Linked DNA regions of Capra hircus: region 2 is linked to region 1. A link is a contact called in public Hi-C data. All regions are on one chromosome and are shown on one strand. Each heading gives the region's core, a stretch centred on a gene start, on an enhancer-like site or on the middle of the called end of the contact. The rest is flanking DNA. Distances are from core to core; before and after follow the strand shown.

Region 1 (4,800 bases), core at 544-3,043:
TACCAGATAATCCCCAGTGCTTGAGAGTATACAAATTTGCTGAAACTCAGCCTATATTCATGGTGTTTGTTTTTTCTTCTCCCTTTGAGAGACATGTAGAGCACATCAGAGATCATGAGTCAGCGTTCCGTCCATTTTACTGTCTTCATGTTGTAACACTCACTAGCGTGGAATGATGAGGCACCAGAATAGAATAACCATTTTCTTTTCTTGAGAACACTTTCATGGGAATAAAAGTTTAAGCTGGTTCCTGTAGTTAGGTTTTGATGACATTCTCCTTTGTGTTTATATGGTTTGGGAAAGAGAGGGTCTATGTGGATTTCATTTTTATTAAGCACTAAACAGAGAGGCTTAAAGAGTTTTCACAGTTCAGCACTGATTTTTGCAGCTAACACAAAGAGTCTTATATGCAGTGAGTAAATGTTGCTGGTGATTTTTTTAAGTTTTATTCTAAAGAAGTTTTTGTCCTGTGTTATCTTCCTTTAACAGCCCACTTTTCCTGTAGGTCCCGCAATAGGGACAAATACGGCGATTAGCTTTGCTCCTTACTTAGCACCTGTAACCCCTGGAGTTGGGTTAGTCCCAACGGAAATTCTACCCACCACACCTGTTATTGTTCCCGGAAGTCCACCTGTCACTGTCCCGGGCTCAACTGCAACTCAGAAACTTCTCAGGACTGACAAACTGGAGGTACTTCAATTATATTTGTGTTTTGAGATGCCTTTGGGGGTAGCAGTGTACTTCTATGGAAGTGAATGCTTCTAAGATACCAATTCAGTCTTACAAAACAGCCACGCACAGAGATTCACCTAAAAGTCATGCATTTCATAATTCTACTGTTTGAATTGGAGGCCAAGTATAAAGGAAATTAATCTGTGGGAAAAGACTAAGTTCAATACAAATAAAAATCGATTGTGTGGAATGTGTATTCAGAGGCAAAATATGCAACAACCAATGGAAGGCTGAATCAGTCACTATGTGGGTCATGGAAATGGCTCCCAAGGGTTCCAACTGTGTCAGGCATGAACCTTTGATGGATCTTGGAAAGGTCTGGGAATGAGCAGGTTAGAAAGCCAGCAGCCAGGATGAAGGGGCAGAGGTGGGAGGAAGTAGGACAATGACTACAGACCGACTGGTATGATCATATTTCAGTACTTTAAGAACAAGTATGGCTGCTCCAGCATGCTCCAGCCCCGGTTGTATGTAGGTAAACAGGGGAACTAGAGCCTGGGAGAGTCTAATTATTGATTTGAGATATTTTCTTTAACTGACATTCAAGTCTTCTAGAAAAGTCAAGAAAACAAATTCATATATTTATAAAACGTAATTCTTAAGTCAGGAGTCAAACCAGCTTACCTGGATTTAACTTAACTGGGTTAAATTTCTTTTTAATCAGGGCATCCATTTATCTTAACTACTGTATCCTCTGGTATTTAATAGAGCATTTTATATGGAGTATAAAGAATCTGATAGATTTTTCAAAGGGCTCCTTAAATTCGATCACCAATTATAGTTAGTTGATACATATGTAAGATCAGGATATATACTGTACTTTATCTTGGGATCATTCAAGAATGATTCTTTCAATATGCATTTGTTTAAATATTTACTCTATAAATCTTGAAAGTGATAAAATGTTGCCTAATACCAGCTTCCTTCTGAAGTATATGGATCCCCAAATGAAAAGACTATAAACTCCCATCGCTACAGTTTTGATCCAGCCTACCCCTGTGAATATTGAACAGACCTTTCACGGGACTGGAAAAGTGTTTGGGGCGCCACCTGGTGGACCCGTCAAGCTTTTGTGTTCAGTACGTGACTGTGTGGTTTAGAAAACAAATTAAATCAGTCGAGTTGGGAACAAGTTGTCCTTCCCAACAGGATTGGCAGACAAAGACATATGTAAAAATGATTCACGAGGACTTTAGCAAAGCAGCTTGCAATTTATTTCAAAGCAGGAATGAAGTCGGTGGCACACAGAGCCCCTAGGTAAATGCTCAACACCCAACGCCGTCTCAACCTTGAGTCATTCCACTTATAAGGGGAGGCTTACTCACAATCTGTGAGAACGGCTTAGTAATTTTTCTTTTGTACGTTTTATGAACTAAGGATGGAATATTGGACAATATCCAAAGTAGAAGGAAGCAATTAATAATTTTGTGATGTATCTGCTTGGCCTTCAAACTTGCCTGGCCACTGATCAGCGAAACTATATTTCCCAAGTACCTTTGACTGTCACAAGGCTCCCAGTGTCATGCCAGTGACCCTTCCTATAAGTCACTAGTGATCAAGATGTGAACCGCCACTTAAGCACATCAACACTGGATGTAGAGCCTAAGAAAAGAAATTACCATTTCACTAATAATTTTTCTCTGATACAGATATTTATAACTGTTACATGCTTCTTAGTTGTGTTATTTCATATTATTGATATTTAGGGCAAGATTAAGAATACTCTTTAAATTCCAAGGAAAATTTTCTTTATACAGTTAACTCTTGATCCATGGGAATTCTCAGAGGATGGAGCATTTTAGTTACTAGAGATTTCAGGATAATTAAGGACTGAAGAATAAGAAAAAGAAACAATATATCAACACTTCAAAATCTATCCTACTTCCTTCCCCCAGGCCCCTGCTTTATCTCTTCCCATATTTCTCTCCTTTTTATCTTTTATTTATTTTAAAAAATAATATTGTGATTTAAATGAAAGTTTTGGTGTCTTGGGTATCATAGTTGTTCTAATCTATGATTAGAAGCCCACTTTATCTTGTAGAGCAGGAGAGATTTAGGGGAAAACGGGAGTATTCACATTCACCCTGCCCCCCACTTCCTGTCCTCAGGGAGAAGAAACAAGTTGATCACTTTTGGAATTGTGCAGCTATGATATTGTGGCTGGATCCTTGGTGAAATAATCCCTCCATGCAAAAAACCCCACAACTTCCCAGAGTTGTCATGTCAGAGATGTAGTTACATACAGAAGACCAGATTTTATACATATGTGTGTGTGTGTAAATATATATGTGTATATATATAAAATCTCTGAATTAGTATATATATAACATTTTCTTTCCTTCCCTTCTCTATAAAAGTAAACAAATAAATATAAATAAATAAAACCCATGAACAATGGGGGCCTTGTTGATTTTTCTGTTATCTTAGCTAAAGTGTAGATTTTTACTTCCTAGCTCAATACAGATTCTCACCGCAGCAAACAGGGCGAAGCAAAACTGAAGTGATCATAGTTTGCCCGGGATTCCAGTGACTTGGGTTCGGGATAATCGAACGTTGATTGTAAATGGCAAAAAAAGCCAGCATTCAAAGAAAGGGAAAGCATCTTCTTTTTTTTTTTTTTTACTGCATCGTATGCTCTTCTCCCTCCCCCCGTGTCCTAGGTCTGCAGGGAGTTCCAGCGAGGAAACTGTGCCCGGGGAGAGACCGACTGCCGCTTTGCACACCCCGCCGACAGCACCATGGTCGACACAAACGACAACACCGTAACCGTTTGTATGGATTACATAAAGGGGCGTTGCATGAGGGAGAAATGCAAATATTTTCACCCTCCTGCACACTTGCAGGCCAAAATCAAAGCTGCGCAGCACCAAGCCAACCAGGCCGCGGTGGCCGCCCAGGCAGCCGCGGCCGCGGCCACAGTCATGGTAAGTGGGGCGCGCGCGCCGCGCACCTTCCCCGAAGCCCGCGCGCCCGGAGCCGCGCCTTCCGCGCGGGCACGCGCACGCGCGCCTCGCCGCCGGGAGTGGGGCCGGCTGGCGCTCCCGCTGCTCCGCTGCCTCCGTCCTGTTGTGGTCCCCCCGCCCCGCCCGTTTCGTTTTCGTTTTGTACCGTTCCTTCCTCCTTCCCTTCGCAGCACAATAAGTAAATCCCTCAGGCGGGCGCAGGGAAGCCAGGGGTGGGTGCGAGGGCCCCTCCCCAAGCCCAGCGCGCCTCTTGGAGCGCGGACGCGGGCGGGACCGGGCTGGAAGGACCAGGGAGGCGGCCTGGAGCCGGGGAGAGAGGAGAACCGGGCGGAGGATGCACCCGGGCCGGGAGCCACTGCCCCCATTTTTTTGCTCCCCACTTCTTGTTACTTATTACAAAGGCCATGCTGCAAACTCCCTCTCTCCCTGAAAGAAAATTTATGCAGAACATAAAGTCATGAAACAGATGAAGATGGAGCTGTATGGATGGTGCTTTGAAAAATAAGAATAATAATAAAAGGCCTGGAAGGTAGCCCCAAGTCCCCTGCGTTAAAGACACAGGCCTCCCCAGCACCCCCGGGAGCCTGTTACAGCTCGACTCAGCCCCACCTCCCCCTCCCCGCCAGACCTTTGGGATCAGGATTTAAATTTCCCAACATCCCCAGGTGGATTGTATACATAGTAACGTTTGAGAAGCACCTGCCTAGAACACGTTGTTGTTTGGTCGCTAAATCAAGTCCGACTCTGCAACCCCGTGGACTGCACTAGCCAGGCTTCTGTAGTCTGGGATTACCTGAGGGCGCGTGAAAGCTTCTAAGGGCAGTCACTTCCCCCAAGTTTCTTATTTAATTGGTTTGGGTGTGGCCTGGGCATGCGCCTTTTCTTTTCCAGCTCCCCGTGAGTCCGTTGTGTTACAAAAATTGAGCACCACCCGCACTGGATTGTAATTAATCTGTTGTGGTGTGAGATCTCTGGCTTGACGTCAGTGTGTTTTAATGTGTGATAGACACTGGATAATCCATGAGACCTGGCGCTCATCGGGCACTTGCTGGATGGAATAAATAAATTAGGCAGTTTTCCTCGCCCTCGGGGAGCTTGGAGTTCA
Region 2 (4,298 bases), core at 397-2,896, 250 kb before region 1:
AAAAAAAAAAAAGAAACACAAAAACAGAGCGGGGGAGGAAATTTTTGGAGGTAATGGATAAGTTTATAGCATTGATTATAATGATGGTTTTGAGGGCACACTTACCTCCAGACACATCAAATTGTATTCATCAAATATCTACAACTTTTTATATGTTGATCTTACCTCAATAAAGCAGATTAAAATAATTTAAAGTTTCCACCAGCTCATTAAGTGGGACCTCAGGGACTTGTGCCAAAAAATATAAAAATGTTCATGTTTCCCGGAGCCTGACAGGCATGGATGAACCTGCTCAGTTTGTAGTGTTCATGTCTCAGCAACATTAACCGTGTATTTTGAATGGGCGAGATTGACTGGGAAATTTCACCAGTGATCAGACATTTAAAACTTGAAGGCTTGTTTCAAAAACACAGCTTTGAAATAATTTGGTAGCCTCTGAAGAATATGACTGCAAGGAGATCAAACCAGTCAATCCCAAAGGAAATCAGTCCTGAATATTCATTGGAAGGACTAATGCTGAAGCTGAAACTCCAATCCTTTGGATGCAAAGAACTGACTCATTGGATAAGACCCTGATGCTGGGAAAGATTGAAGGAAGAGAGAGAAAGGGGACTTAAAAGGATGAGATGGTTGAATGGCATCACCAACTCAAAGGACATGACTTTGAGCAAGCTCTGGGAGTTGGTGACGGACAGGGAAACCTGGTGTGCTGCAGTCCATGGGGTCGCAAGTCGGACACGACTGAATGACTTACCTGACTAATTGAAGAATATGTCAGGGGGTCCAGTATGCTGGTGCTACTAGGTGGGTGTGGAAGCTAGTCCCCCGTAGCTTTGTTTGGTGAGAAATGCAGAGTCCCCCTGGGGAAGATGATCCCATAGTCTACTCCTGCTTAAGAAGAGCAGATACATGTACCCCATCTTCCCATTCATCTGTTGATGGACATCTAGGTTGCTTCCATGACCTGACTATTATAAATAGTGAACATTGGGGTACATGTACCTGTTTGAATTATGGTCTTCTCAGGGTGTTGTACTCAGAATGTGAGAACTGAAAGACACCACAGAGCCCACCTCAGTCAGTCCCTCATCTGAAAAATGAAGAACATCAAGACCCAACATGACCAAGTATCTGGTCCAGCCCCTTAGCTAAGGAATCAAAGAGCCAGGGATAGAAACCTGGTATTTGGAAGTCAGAAAGGGCCCCCCTTCCAAACTCGGCTGGGTCTCTCCCTAGTGATACTTCCCTCACTAACGTCAATCCCCAATCTCCCCCCAGCTTCAGGTTCTTCATATTCAAAACAGGAGTGGTCCCCCTGCTTCTAAGAGCTCCTGCTCAGAGTGCATTTGAGTACATCCTTGCTCGGTCCCTTCTATGTTGAGAAGGCACTTGCTCTTTTCTCGCCCTCCGCTTCTCTTATCTTTTGTATTTAATCGAAGCGCCAAGAGGTCAGTGGTTTCCTTTTCTCACACGTGCTCTCGTTGCAGTCCGGTGTTGCATAACCTACTAGCTGAGGATACAGGTCCCCTGGGAGCCGCAGCGATGCGACGAGACGCGCGGGCGGGCGTCCGGCCAGCAGAGGGCAGCAGAGCTCGGGCCGGGCGCCCCCGCAGCCTGGTCGGCGCCCCGCGAGCCGCGCCGTTTCCCTTGCGGGGAGGTGGACCGAGCGCTCCTTGCAGCGTGTTCTTTCCAGTGGAGCATTTTTTCCTGTCTTATTCCAGCGAGGACACAGTGTTTTGGCAATTCTTGTTTAAGTCTCTGCTTTCTTTAGTTCGGTTTTGTTTGCGGGGTGATCACTGAGATTTATTAGACGTCTTCCCTGTACACCAGGCACCTAATAGTCATTTTTACAGTTATTCCCGATTTAGAAAGGATAACTGTTAATCGAATGAGTTGAGTAACGGGTAAGAAGCGAAGGCTTTTTCTAAACCAAGGATGGGGCTGGGATGAAGAAGGGGGAGGTATTTGATGTCACTGAGTCTGCCTCCCTTCTGTCCAAACACATTGGACATTTATGAAGTGCCCTATGTGAGCTGGGAGCTTTTATAAATGCAGGGGAACAGGAAACAGGAAACAGGAATATGAAAAGTGTTTTTCTTAATTTTATATGGTTTTCCCCCCCCCCCCCTGCTCTGAGCAACTGATCTGGGAGGAGGTAGGGCTTGTTAGGAACCAGAATCTCAGGCCACACCCCAAAACTACCGAATCAGAACCGACAGGTTTGCAAACTCCCTGGGGTGAATTTCGTGCACTTTCCAACGTGAGAAACGAGGCCCTGGAGGGCAGCCAGTCGCTGCCTTCAAATATTTGGAGGGCCAATATTTGAAAGAGAGAGCATATTTGTTTTGCTTTGCTCTAAAAGGCAGGTTTAGGTTTAATTAACGTAAGCCACAGGAGAAGGAGTTTTCCAAATCCTTAAGGAGCAGGGAGTTGGGAGTTGGACTTTGTCCCAACCTTACTAGCTTTCTAGTAGTCTCGCAGCTGAATTGACATCGGAGGAGACCCGCTAAACCACTTCTCTCTGATTCTCATTATCTATAAACTGGGGATGTTGGTATGTAAACAACTATAGCCGTTTTTTCTATAAATGAGGGAATGGCATTTGAAAATGATTTGTATATCTGAAAATTGTATTTTGTATATTGAAAATGCTATAAAATGTCCATTGTAACTTGTCACCATTTGCAGCACCCAGGATGGGAAGTGTGTTTCCCTGTGGGGGACAGAAGACTTGGCAAGAATTAATGGACAGTAGGAAAGGATTCAGGGAAGTCTGTTTGGGGCTCTTAAGAAATTCCATGGGGGGACAGGAGTGATAAGAGCTGGAAGGTGGAGCCAATGGCAAAATTAGAACTAAGCCAGAAGTTGACTCGTTGCATTTTTACTGTGTCGTGAGGAAGACAGCCCCACCCGTCCAGTCCCACGTCCTTCAAACTCCTGGCTCTAGAAACCCAACGTCGGTGGCATCGGGTTGGTTAGGAGCCTTCTGAGTCACCTAGACCCTTGGGGGTACCAAGAGAACAGGGGAAAGAAGTCTGTTTACTGTTTCTTAATTCCTCTGCAATTCAATTCAATTAAGAGCAAGTGGAAGCAATGCCAAGGAGAGCCATCACGGAGATGGGTTGTGACCGCTGGAGCCCAAAACAGCACTTGTCTCGTCAGCACCGTGTTATTAAGCAGAAGGGAAACGGTGGCCTCTTCTGGGAGGCCTGAGGCCCTCGGAGCTGTGGGTCCTCTCCTCTCAGGATGAGAGTGAGGAGTACCAGCGTGGGAAGCTCGCTGGGACCCAGCACATGGCATTCCTCCAGAAATGCTCATGTCCAGGACATATTGACACTGATGATGCTACGTATGAAATAGATAACCGGGGAGGACAAATAGATAACTAGGGAGAAATGCTGTACAGCACAGGGAACTCCACTCAGTGCTCTTGACCTAAATGTGAAGGAAACTAAGAGAGAGAGGACACATGTGCTAGTGCGACTGCCCGACTTTGCTGCACCGTAGAAACTAATACAACATTGTAAAGCAACTGTAGTTCAATATTTTTAAAAAAGACAAAGAAATGCTCATGGACGAATGGCTGACAAGCAGGAAAGTCAGCCAGCAGCTCTTTTCAACCTTCACCCCCACCCTCCCATCTACATATTCCACAGAACACTCCAAACAGGGCAAAGCTCCCACCAGCGCGGTTCTGATTCAGCCCTTCGGTCTTGAGTGGCACCTCTAAACCCTGGGATATTTAGGAAAGGACACACTATACAGAAATGCACCCCGCCACACCGAAGCAGGCTCTGCTTCAGAGATCGCTTGTGAGCCGGACAGGTTATTTTCTCATTGTTGTTCTGGTCACCTGTTACTGGGCGCTCTGATCAAGCTGAACACCGCCATCAGGCCATGCTGGAGGCCTGTTTGGTTTTTAAACCATCTAGTGTTTCCCAGGGTGGAGGGCTGGAGAGGCAGTGGAGCTGTGAACTGTTAATGGTGGTCAGTGAGGCTGGAGTAGGTGCTTGAACCCGCTCTGGTTATGTGGTCCTGGGCCAAACTGTGTGGCCATCTATTTCCAGGCCTGTTTTTCCCCTTGGACAATCTGTTCCAAAGTCAGAGCAACTCTTCCCTCCTCCCTTCCCTTCCTCTCCACCCTCACTAACTTGAATCCTTGCAATGTCCGTGAATCTCTCCAGATGCTCTGGTTTCCAGAAGCAAGCAACCTCCGGTGCATTCAGCTCAACACCGTCTGCTGGTCGCCACTTTGTGCCCTAAATAGGCAAGTAAATGAGCCAATGGCACCTCAGTGT

The links. Hi-C and Micro-C count contacts between places; a contact is called where the count stands out from the background.
Region 2: a contact with region 1 is called in a Hi-C map of blood, with 4 times the contacts expected there. The contact joins two enhancer-like sites. A contact is called at or near these places in 3 of 5 Hi-C or Micro-C datasets (blood and liver).

The regions. Positions count from the first base shown.
Region 1 is chr12:11,770,479-11,775,278 of ARS1.2, reverse strand. It overlaps MBNL2 (muscleblind-like protein 2), which reads left to right. Exons shown (of 9, transcript XM_018056428.1): 4 at 490-690; 5 at 3,393-3,656. Among named protein-coding and RNA genes, the nearest start is that of RAP2A, 97 kb to the right of the region's middle. Within about 2 kb of position 1,793, at least 4 of the 5 cell types and tissues checked have an H3K27ac peak or open chromatin away from gene starts, as enhancers often do.
Region 2 is chr12:12,022,074-12,026,371 of ARS1.2, reverse strand. No RefSeq gene overlaps it. Among named protein-coding and RNA genes, the nearest start is that of OXGR1, 100 kb to the left of the region's middle. Within about 2 kb of position 1,646, at least 1 of the 5 cell types and tissues checked has an H3K27ac peak or open chromatin away from gene starts, as enhancers often do.